Regions from separate parts of the Mus musculus genome. Here region 2 is linked to region 1. A link is a contact called in public Hi-C data. All regions are on one chromosome and are shown on one strand. Each heading gives the region's core, a stretch centred on a gene start, on an enhancer-like site or on the middle of the called end of the contact. The rest is flanking DNA. Distances are from core to core; before and after follow the strand shown.

Evidence for each region. Hi-C and Micro-C count contacts between places; a contact is called where the count stands out from the background.
Region 2: a contact with region 1 is called in a Hi-C map of the N1E-115 cell line, with 7 times the contacts expected there. The contact joins two enhancer-like sites. A contact is called at or near these places in 29 of 484 Hi-C or Micro-C datasets (the HL-1 cell line, the N1E-115 cell line, the Patski cell line and 19 more) and 2 of 115 datasets of contacts at active chromatin or transcription factors (astrocytes and bone marrow-derived dendritic cells).

Annotation. Positions count from the first base shown.
Region 1 is chr1:61,053,135-61,058,726 of GRCm38.p6, forward strand. No RefSeq gene overlaps it. Among named protein-coding and RNA genes, the nearest start is that of Icos, 78 kb to the left of the region's middle. Within about 2 kb of position 2,202, at least 20 of the 459 cell types and tissues checked have an H3K27ac peak or open chromatin away from gene starts, as enhancers often do. A contact at or near this core is called in the N1E-115 cell line, where this site is marked.
Region 2 is chr1:61,296,801-61,302,466 of GRCm38.p6, forward strand. No RefSeq gene overlaps it. Among named protein-coding and RNA genes, the nearest start is that of 9530026F06Rik, 79 kb to the right of the region's middle. Within about 2 kb of position 1,396, at least 35 of the 459 cell types and tissues checked have an H3K27ac peak or open chromatin away from gene starts, as enhancers often do. A contact at or near this core is called in the N1E-115 cell line, where this site is marked.

The sequences.
Region 1 (5,592 bases), core at 952-3,451:
GATTTTATTTATAGTCTGCCAGTGGATTCTGAGCCTGCAATGACATAGCTTTCAGAACTAGGTACATGGAAATGTTCAAATATTAATGCCAACAACATTCTTATCATTAAAACATGAAAGTTAAAATGTTTTCATATTCAGTTCATATTTTGCAGTCTGTGGCTGTAGACTGAACAGTCTACTTGGAACTCAGCTTTTAAAATATTAGAAAAGGACTAGATAGCCTTGGTTAATCTTTCTGATTGATGGTATCTAAATGATTCAATATATCCTACTTTATTTTGTGGCTATCCAGAATTAAGGCAGACAAGGCTTATCTCAGAAAACACTTCCATGGACTGAGCACATGGAATCACTGTTTTTTTTTTTCTTTTTTAGTGATGAGGAGGCTATATTACGGAAATTCCATGGTGATAGGGAAAACTCTGCAGGGTGAAAGTCAGATCTTGGATCCTTTGAATTTATGTGCTTGAACCAGAGAAATGATTAAACAATAACAATAGATCCTTTTAAAAAGAAAACAGGCCCTAACCCCCTGCCACATTCTTATCCATGCACGTCCTGTGTAAGTTAAAATTTCATTTACACTTGGCTGTATTCTCAACCCCAAGGATGCCTGTGTAATCTAATTTGCCACCTGAGGCAAAAGAAGAACCTTCTTGCTTTTGTGGGTTTTATGAGAAACAGATGGGCAGTTGGACACTGGGAATATTCTGGAAGGTGGCTGTTCTGCCCTTTTTGGCTAGCTGCCCCAAATACCTCTGATACAAAGCAAAAGCAGCCCTGAGTATCCTTTTTACAATATCCTGATCTGATATGCATTTATACAACCCTCAGGATAAGTCATACAGGCAACAGTCTAAAATATACTGGGAAAGGAGAGGTCACACCTAAAAATATGGATCTTATTTGTTAGCAAGAAAAATGGGATCTTTTCTAATCATTCAAGCAGTCAACTCTGTGGGCGATGATGCTGTCATAAGTAACAATATGGCGGAAGTTCATTTTGTGCTGCATTCAAACCCAGTGAATCACAACCACTAAAAGATTTAAGGCGGCTTCAGGGTGGGGGCCGATTGCCCTGTTCTTTCTTCTTTGAGAATCCAGAATTGAGCGCCAACAAAATAGCCAATAGCACACACTGGCTAACATGCGATTCTCCAGGGTTCATTAACAGAATCAGTGGGAAGGGCAGTTGCACTCTTGGAAGAGCTGTCTCTCTTTGCCCCTTACGGAAGAGGGTAGAGAGTTTGCAGAGTGTTCTTAGCAGCGGAACCCTTGGGCCCATACTGAGACAGGTCCTGCCAGGATGGTGAACTTGAATGGTGGTAACTGGGGGAAATGTGCAGTCTGCATGTTTGACCTTGCCTGGCATCCTGCCTCTGTAGGGTTTACGTACACAGTGAACTTGCCTGTGCAGACGCAAGCATAGTCCTCTGTTTCACCTGTTAAGATGCTTGCAAGAGCCAGAGAGGAAACGATTGCTAACAAGTGACGAATGTCTACTGACTGTAGTCATTTCATAGGTACTGGTCTGAGCATGGAGACCACAACCTCACTGAATCACAACCACTGATACGGGTGTTTTAGGGCAATTCTAGTTCTTTTACATTAAAAAAAAAAAGACTCTAAGTTCATAATCTTGGAATCAGAATTAGGCAGAAACCTGGATTGAGTTCAACGAAGTGTAAGACAAGTGATTAGATATTTGGCAGAAGTGAGTAACGAGAAAAAAAGAAGTGAAATTATCAAATGTGCTTAGTTAGAAGAAGGCACAGTAAAAAGAAGTGGAGGACCTGAGTGAGCTGGGTGGAGCTCTTCGAGGCTTGTGGTGCTCAGGTACGGCCAATATGATTGGATAGCAAACACAGTGGCAGAGAGACAGTGTGGACTTCATTGTCTAATATCACTCTTAATTGAGAGCCATGACAACACAGTGAGACACTGTTGCCGGAGATGGCATTACCTTGGGAAACACACAGTACATAAAGAGTGGGAGCAAGGCACCCTGTACTTATAAATATTACAATATGTGTATTTGTGCTGGAAAAAAAATGCAGAAAGCTTCTTGGCTACCTCCCAGGGAGAACTGAATTGTCCTTAGAGATAGATGGGATTTATGTGACTCGGAACTCATGTGAGGATTCTCCTGGCTTCTGTCTGCTTCATTCAACTTTCCCTTTCCTCCACCTTGCCCTTTCTTCCTCCAGAGGGCACCAACGCCCCATCTTGGACCCGCGTTTCCCTGCTACGTGTTTAAAACAATTCTCGACAGGAAAGAATCTGGTTATAAACCAATAAACCAATAACGACGACTTCCTATTTTAGTTTCAAATATCTCTGAGAACAAATTCCATTTTGTTTAAACCCAGACTGGTCATTAAACAACAACAACAAAAATCCAGTGATTCATGGGGAAGAAAACTGGGAGACTGTGTTCATGGTTTCAAAATAGAAATGGCCACATTCAGTTGAGTCCCAATAATTACACAGGACATCCACTAACAGGATATTTCTCTCATGTTTTGGTTTGAGCATGAAAAGGGATCTTATTTTGCAGGTAGAAATGGTATATAAACCAGAGAGCACGCATTACCTACAAATAGTTTTTTTTTTTGTTTTTGTTTTTTTTTTTTGTTTGTTTTTTTGTTTTTTTTTTAAAGCCCAGTCAAGTCAGGGGTATTGCCAAAGAAAGCTTAACGTTCCTCTGTTGAACACGTGCCACTTTTATTTGGGGCCAGGAATATTACATAGAGAGGGCCACACAGCATCACTGTGGACTTGATGCCTTCTTTAAATGCTTGCTTTGGTTTGGAATGTGCTTAATTTCTCCTAACTCTTATTTTCAAATCCTGTCTACATTTTACAGTTCGTGAGTAACATACATATCATGCAATTTTTCGATGCTTATTTAAATGGCAGAGAGCAATGCTGCAGACAGCTTTTGTGTGTCTCTTTTAGACTGTGAGCTAATGGCTGTGTTGTGGAAGTCCTTGTTTATAGGCTGTTTATATAGAGTTTAAATCTTTGGTCAAATAAATTTAACAGTAACTTACACCTAACATTGATAGAAACACTTAATTATTATTATGTGCCAAGAAAGTAATTAGCCATAAATAGTCATCAAGTTGCCTACTATTGTTTTATGTAGCAGAGGCAGATGTGACTGTTCTATTCTCCGTTGACTTTGACTCAGATCAGAGATACAAAGTCATAGGAATTCTTCTCTCTCTCTCTCTCTTTTTATATTGTGAGGATTTTAAAAAATATTTTTTGATTAGATATTTTCTTTATTTACATTTCAAATGCTATCCCAAAAGTCCCTCATACCCTCCCCTGCCACTCCCCTACCCGCCCACTCCCACTTCTTGGCCCTGGCGTTCCCCTGTACTGGGGCATATATCAAGTTTGCAAGACCAAGGGGCCTCTCTTCCCAATGATGGCTGACTAGGCCATTTTCTGCTATATATGCAGCTAGAGACACGAGCTCTGGGGGTACTGGTTAGTTCTAAAACCATTCTCTTCTTTACAATCCCCTTCCTTCTTTTGTTCCCTCCTGTTCCTTTTCTGATTATCTTAATAACAAACATAGTCACCATGGTAATGTTACCACCATCATCTGCCCTGCACACCAACACTGACATTCATGTGCATTAGAAGAACACAGCTTTGCAATGACTTCCCACACTGAAGGAACCTTGATGTCAGCTCCTCTGTCTTCCTATTCCAGGAGAAGGTGCTCAGCGTCTTTGACTTGTCTGCCTGTACTTAATCTCCTTGATAAACTGAGTTAATTTCATAGGGTGGCTACGATAAATTACCACAGGTGTGGTAGCCTAAAACAACAGTTTATTCTTGCAGCTCCAGAGGGAAGAAGGTGTCATCGGGGCTTTGCTTTCTCTAATAGCTCTAGGGAAAGATTGTTGTTTAAGAAACATACTTTGTAGGGAGCTTGATTCTGCATCACTTCAAGACAGGAGACTATGTATACTGTGTAAGATGAAGTGTTACAGAATGAGGGAATCTTAGCTAATGGTGATTGCATAGGAGAGTGAGGAGAACATGGACTGGCAGTCCACAGTGTGGGGTCTCCTGGGGTTACTAGTCTAGTCTTTGTCTAGTATTTGTCTAGTCTAGTCTAGTCTAGTCTAGTCTAGTCTACTCTAGTCTAGTCTAGTATCAGACTAGAATACTGAAGCAACTGACCTGAAGGAGTTAGGATCCCTGGGATGTAATTCTCTAGTGCTGGGTCTGAGTGAGTCAGAGCACCAAAGCCATCCAGTACATTCTGGTCCACCTTCTATCACTGGATATTTTCTAGATAAGAAAATCTACATGAATGTATTTCTGATTTTAATTGAAAATTAAAAGAAACAGACTCTAAAGTCTGAATCTGAAGAGAAAAATCAAATGTGGTGGGTTTGGTTAAGGGGCACATACTAGCGGTATTTTCTTGGTTCTTTCTCTCCAGGGGAAAAAAATATGAAGTGCGTTCTCTAGGGAAGATGGTGGATGGCTGATAAAAGAGACAAGGAGAAGAGGAAGCTACAGACTTCAGGGCTGTTGGAGGTTGGCTTGTTTCTCTCTCTGTAGAGGGGCACATATGAAAGTGCTTCATATTTAGAGCAGCAGGGCTGAGACTCATCTTGGCAGGTGTTTCCTGTGAAAGGGGTCATACCAATAATCACCAAATGCTATGCCTACTCTGCTAAAATTCACGGGTGAGTTATAGATGTGATGGATCAATTGTTGTATCAATGTAAAGACCCTGGAAGGGCTTGAGGGCCACATTCATTACAGTTGCTGCAGAAGACCTTTGGAAGGATGAACATCCAGTGTGAAAAGGAAATCCAAATTTATATTTTAAGACTAGAGTCAAGATCTTATGGAACCAGATACTCTGGGCAGGCTCCAGGCAATGGTAGGCTAGCATCAGTTTGCACCAGCTCAGAGGTGGTGGCCAGGTCATGTGAGATTCCTTCTATCCACCTCTTCTTTTCCCATTGAGAAATGAAGACCTAGAGGGTCACAACCCCAGTTTTGGTTCAGGACTGTTACTTTCATCAACTAGATATTTTCAGGTCCTGCTGTTCTCATAATAGAACATCTCATATGTTAAACTGGTGGCCAGGGCAGCATGGTAATGCTGCCCAAATCATTGACATTGGGTTATGAAACTGTAGATGACTTGAGAGTTCCTGGAGGCCAATGGGACTAATGTGATCACATTAATTTTTGATCACTCCACACTGTGGAGTTACTCTGAAGTCCCTTGCCCTCATTCTGAAAATCTCTTACAGAAAGATAATATTTGGACTGAAAGGTAAACATTATAAACCATTCCTTGCACTCTTTAGCCCTTCTCCCTAGCTCCCGCGTTTAATTGTTAGCATGTGTTGGGTGAAGACAAGCTAGCTAGTTAAATCATGGATGCTTCCAGAGCTTGCTGGAGCTGATTTTTATGTACTCATTTTAAACCTTTGCATATATTGTCAAGGGTTCTTCCACTGCCTAGCAGAAGATCTAGAACTCACCTACACACACTTCATTGTAACTATCTATCTGTATCACAAAGTCCCATAGACTCTTCCT
Region 2 (5,666 bases), core at 146-2,645, 240 kb after region 1:
TTTCAGTCTATTTGATCACATTCTCTGGTTCTTCCAATGCCTCTCCTCCTCTTTCTTTAATCTTGTCTTTGAAAAGCAGTCACATAGCCCAGTCCCTTCTTGCCAACACACACGGGAAAAATTAAATATTTGAAAAGCCTTCACTCGTGACATCCATCCAGAGAGTACCAATAAGCTGTCCAGGGCCACACCTCCATAAATGCAGCTGCTCTGGGGGCACCTATGCTTGGTAACCATCTCCCTGGCAACAGAGCTCCTGATGGCCAATGGGCATTGCCTTTGAAGCACTGAGGTTTTTGTTTCCAAAGCGTGTCTGCTGCTTCTACTTTGATTAATCAACATCACCTCTTTTGGTGTGTGTTTAAGTGAAATAATAGATGACTGCTTGGTTACAGCTGCATGGCAAAGGCTTTTCGGGAATCTTGAGAAGAAAAGGCAAAATAAAATAATAAAAATCGTAATGGATACTGTAGAAAGGCTTGAAAACCTCTTATTCATTGCTACTCACAGACCTGATTATTGGGTGAACTGTTCTCGCTCTCCACCCCACCGCCATCTCTCTCTCTCTCTCTCTCTCTCTCTCTCTCTCTCTCTCTCTCTCTCCTCGGTTGTTCTATTGATACACCCTATTCTCAGTCATCTCCCAGAGATTCTGAGAACCCAGCTTTTTTAGATCTTTGTACTCAGGAGACTATTTTGAACATCCCTTTGTTCTGCCTGTGAAGGTTAAAATGTTTGGGACAACGCCCTGCTCAGGTACAGGTTTCCCTTCCCCCACCTGCTCTCCACCATCCTTCCATCTGCTTTAGAAATTCTTAAGATTCTGTGACAGCAGGAAGCTGTTTGTGTTCTTCCCTTTACCTCATCTTGGGACTAGAATCCTTGGTGTTTATTTAATACCAGTCCAGGCCCTCTTCTACTCTTGGCGAAGACTCCTCAGACAGAGAGAAAACTAAATGCCTCATGCTCTAGTTTCAGAAAGACCATCAACTCCAAGTCCCTGGACACTCTTGGTAAAGTGAAAAAACTGAATAGAACCCAGTTCTGTCTTGAATTCATTCATACACAGTTTAACAGTAAATTTTTTATATCTAAACTAAATATATCTAGACTTCCATATCTAAACAACCAGTCACTGAACAACCATTCATTGTCTGGTGGGAAAAAATATGAAAGACGCCTGTTACTGGCTTGGCATGTTACTAACATGAAAGAAAGGTGTATTTTCTTATGCTTCATGCCTGTTCATTTTGACGACCTTTGACAGAATGCCTGACACTGACTTTTCCATTTGGCGCAAGGAAGATTTTTTTAACTAAGGAGCATCTACTAACAGGCAGGCCTTTCACAGAATACTAAAAGTCACCATTAGGTGGCAGAGTAGCACAATATGAAAAAAGCTATCTCCCAGGGGGACAACTCCAGGCCTCTGTTAATAGCTTGATTTTCCACTTACAGGCAAGAAAATGCCATGGAAACTTCTGTTTTCCTCTTTGAGAGAACAAGGAGGGAAAGAGATGGGGGAGGCACCAAGTCCCCGTCCACTGTGTGCTGTCTGCTGCCCCTTAGCCACATCTGGACGTTATAAATCATGCATTATTGTAGTCTAGCATTTTCTGATCTCAGCAACAGGCCCCTTCTAAGCAAAAGGGAGCCAGCATGTTCTGTTTAGCTTAAAAATGACTAAAATTGCAAGTGAAGGAAGGAGAGAAAATCACTCTAACAGCAGGGAAGACAGTGATGGGGTTTTCTTGCTGGTACTGGGTAAGCAACTTTGGAATGCATCAGTGGCTGGTTCCAGCCTCCAGTTATTCTTGCCCTGTGGCTGCTTCTGTTTGTGCCTATTTCTGCTCCACAGACACCAGAACATATCAGAATCTCACCCCAAAAACTCTCCAGTAGCTAATACCTCCATCCCCACTGTCATCCCTGTGTGTATTTATCACTTTTTAATCTGGATCATTGCTTGAAGTTCCCGGACCTTGCTCAGAAATGGTGCATCACTGCTGACTTTCAATAGATTTCACCTGTGGGCTCTAGAGCGGCCCTGTCATAGATCAAGGGAGTCTGATGCCTCAATCTGCCCACGTTCCTGCATTCCCAAGCTCATGGACTGCCATACAAAGTACCGTCAGACCATTTGCACAAGGACCTGTCTAATCTCATTAGATTTCTCATTTTCGGCATAATACTGTCATGGTGCCGTGCACCAGTGCCTCAGATTAGTGGCTTGTCAGAATGGTGCTCCACTAATGAGCTAATCCAAATAACGCTCAAATCCCAAATCAGATTTAAGATGATCCAGTCTGGGTGGAATTGGGGAGGGAGAAATGCTGGCCCCAAAGAACAAGCTTTCATTTTCTTTGTGTTGCTTTAAAATAAAATTGAGGGAGTGCTGTCAAACTCTTGATTTTTTTTCTCCTTTGCACGACATTAACCTCCATTGCCCAATTGGGAATAATAAATAGAAAAGAGTGCATCTGTATGGATGGTATAAATTTACCTTAGAGGACTAGAAACACACACACACACACACACACACACACACACACAAGCTTAATATATTCAGCAGATCTGTGTCCTTCACAGCTTCTAGTTTTTCTGATTTTCCCATGGGGTTGGCCCTAAGACCTTGCAGATTTTCAATATGATGTGTTTCAGTAGTGACCTTGGGATGTAGGGTTAGGTCAGAAAACATATTTTTAAGCTTATTTGTTTCCTTGTTTTCCCTCTGGGTAAAGTTGGGCTCCAGAAATCCCAAAATGCATAATAGCAAAGTTAAGGTCAAGACTTTAAACAAAGGAAACAGGGGAAACGGAACAGCACAGACCACATGCACAGTCTGTTTGGTTTCAGGTGTTCATGAAAACGAAGCTCTGGCTTCAAAACTGATGCTTAAAATGGTTTCTTTCTTTCTTTCTTTCTTTCTTTCTTTCTTAATAATAATAAAGTTTGAATGATGACCTACATTGAGCCAGCCAGCACGGGATAACAAAGCAGCCACCTGGCTTCTCCAAGGTGCACATCCCCTCAGATTCCAAAAGTGCTGCTGCTGGGTTTCTGTCTTGTTCATGTATGAAGCCCAAAGAACATGGCAGACCTGTTAAAGTCAGGTTCAGTCAAGCAGGGCAGCAACATGTCTTCATGTTTATGTGTGCAAGTGCCCTTGTTCATGTGTTTACGTATGCATACGTGTGGGGTACACATGGTGGAAATCAGAGAACAATGTCAAATGTTGCTCCTCACGTGTTATCTACCCTTTTGGACAGAGGGAGGGGATGAGGGCTTTCGATGGCCTGCAATTTTCCAAGTAGGCTAAGCAGGCTGGCTAGTGAGCCCCAGAAATCCTTCTTTCGATGCCTCTCCTGCACTGGGGTTACAAGTGCAAGCTTGTAACGGTTACTAGCCGTGGCGGGCTTTATTTAAAAAAAATATTTTTTTAAAGTGGGTTTTAAGGATTGAATGTGGGTCCTCAAAGGCACGTATTTGTCAAAATCCATCGATTACACACTTCAGATGAGCGGATTTCATTGCGTATAGATTACTCTTCAGTTACTAAACGTCTACATTCTCTTTTGGTTGGGTAAGCTTTTGTATTTGACAGCACCGGCATGAAAGAGAAGCGCGGCAGCCAGAGACAGCTGTTTTGTGTCTATTTTGCCTAAATCACTGCCGTTGAACTTGAAGAAAGTCAGCATGTCATCCTGGAAAGCCAGAGATACTTGGGCTAGACAATAGCACCATCTTGCAAGCGCTTTACTGACTGAGTCATCTTCCCAGCCTACCATTACAGTTTGACATACGAGCTGAGCCAATTTGTTGTGTAACCCTTATTGACCTTATTGACTTTGTGAAAGACACTCTGGAAAGCCCAAGGTAGTTGTTCCAGAAAACAATGCTGCTATATCCTTTCACACCTCCACAGCCTTGCTCCGATCCCTTGCCCAATGCACAGGCAACATGAATCTGCCTCTATCCACCTAACAGACTGTCAGGTTGCCTGCTCATTTGCTTTTAGCTAAGCACACTCAGGGCAACTAACCACCTCACTGGCTTCTCGGTGCTCTAACCAGATCTCAGTCACAATGAGTCTGTCTCCTCAGCTTCACTCAGAAATGAGGTGCAAATGGATGACCATTTTCCCTTACGAATGATGACAGGCACCCATGGCCTCACCCTAGAAAAAAAGCACCCCCTAATCCACCAGTCCCCCCCCTCCCTCCCCACCCCTCACCCTAGCCAATCTTTTAAAACCACCAGGAGAGAAAAAAAGAGGCCTGCCATTGCCTCCCTGCTGACTCTAATTACCCAGCCGGGAATTTTACAATCCTTCTCCCCTGCCCGCCCCCACCACTGTTCTAACAACTACAGAACAGTCAGTCTGTAGACTTTTTGGCCGGCTCTTTCTTTTGTATGCCCACTGCTGCCGAGTGGATTGGTCTCCTAATGAGTTCTGACACTAATGGAACTGTGAGACAGCGTGATTATGGAGGTCCTCCCCACATGCGGCTCAGACCTGGCAGGAAATGACCCGAGATTCTGCACCCTTCCACCCCGCAAAGAATTCTGTGGAAGCCATCTTCAGCGGCCAGCTGGATCGGCCCTGACCCCCACCCCTTGCTCCATTCAGTTTCTTCTTCCCTCCATCATCCCGCAGGTGGCTGAACATAAGATTTTATGGCCTGATGCTTGGTGGGTTAGTTGACAACGCTGGAGACCCTCTTTAATTCAGGAGGTCTATGGAGCATGGGGGGTGAGATTGGAAATGGGAACTGGGGCCCATAAAGAAAACCCAGATTTTCCCAACTCGCTTTTAAAAGTGATCCAAGGAGGGAAGGAACTAGGGAAGGGACGCTGTTTTCTATTAGATGCTTAACAACGTGTGTAAGTGGAGGTGATTGAAGAAAAAAACAACAACATGTGCTTCTGCAATCTCCCTGTTGTGTGCGATACAGGTGTAAGAGACTGGAGCTAACTATTGAACTGTGAGCTAATTATAGCAAGAAACAGCTGTTGTCCTCTAATGAGGATGAGGCTGCCGCAAGACGCTACTCTGCCCGGAAGCCTGTTGGAGAGCTTGCTTTAAGACTGCTTATCCGGTACAGCATAGTCCCCGCCACACACTCGGTTACTGGCCTGTTCGCACATCCAGTCCAGCAGGTGATAGGTAATTTTCACCTCACCCTGTCTGGAGAGAAGAGTATGTCCCCGTTTTATTAACCTCTATGCTCCTTTTCTCTTCAGTCCTCAGCAGCGTATAATTCCTGACCACCCCCCAGCTGTGAGTTACCAGGAGTACCCCCTTTGTGTCACCCCTCTGATTTCTTTCAGATCACTCCCCCTTTTTCCATGTTTCCAGAACAATCGGATATTCCCAAAGCTGTCAACTATTTATCGTGGGGTGTAGAAGCTCACCAAACCACATTTTCTATTCCTTGGTGCTGTAGTGTTTTCTCCGGCTCTTCAGTGTCACGGAATGTAGAGTTTGGGAGGGGGTTGGGGGTGGGGGTGGGGTGTATCTGTGAATGAGTAGAAAGTCAAACTTTAGACTCCAATACAAACAAACAGGGAGGTGTTTGTTTAAAATGTTGTTTTAATGTTAATAAATCTGATTTTCAGGGTGATCCATGTATTTACAACTCACTAAGCCTCAATAGCTCACCAGG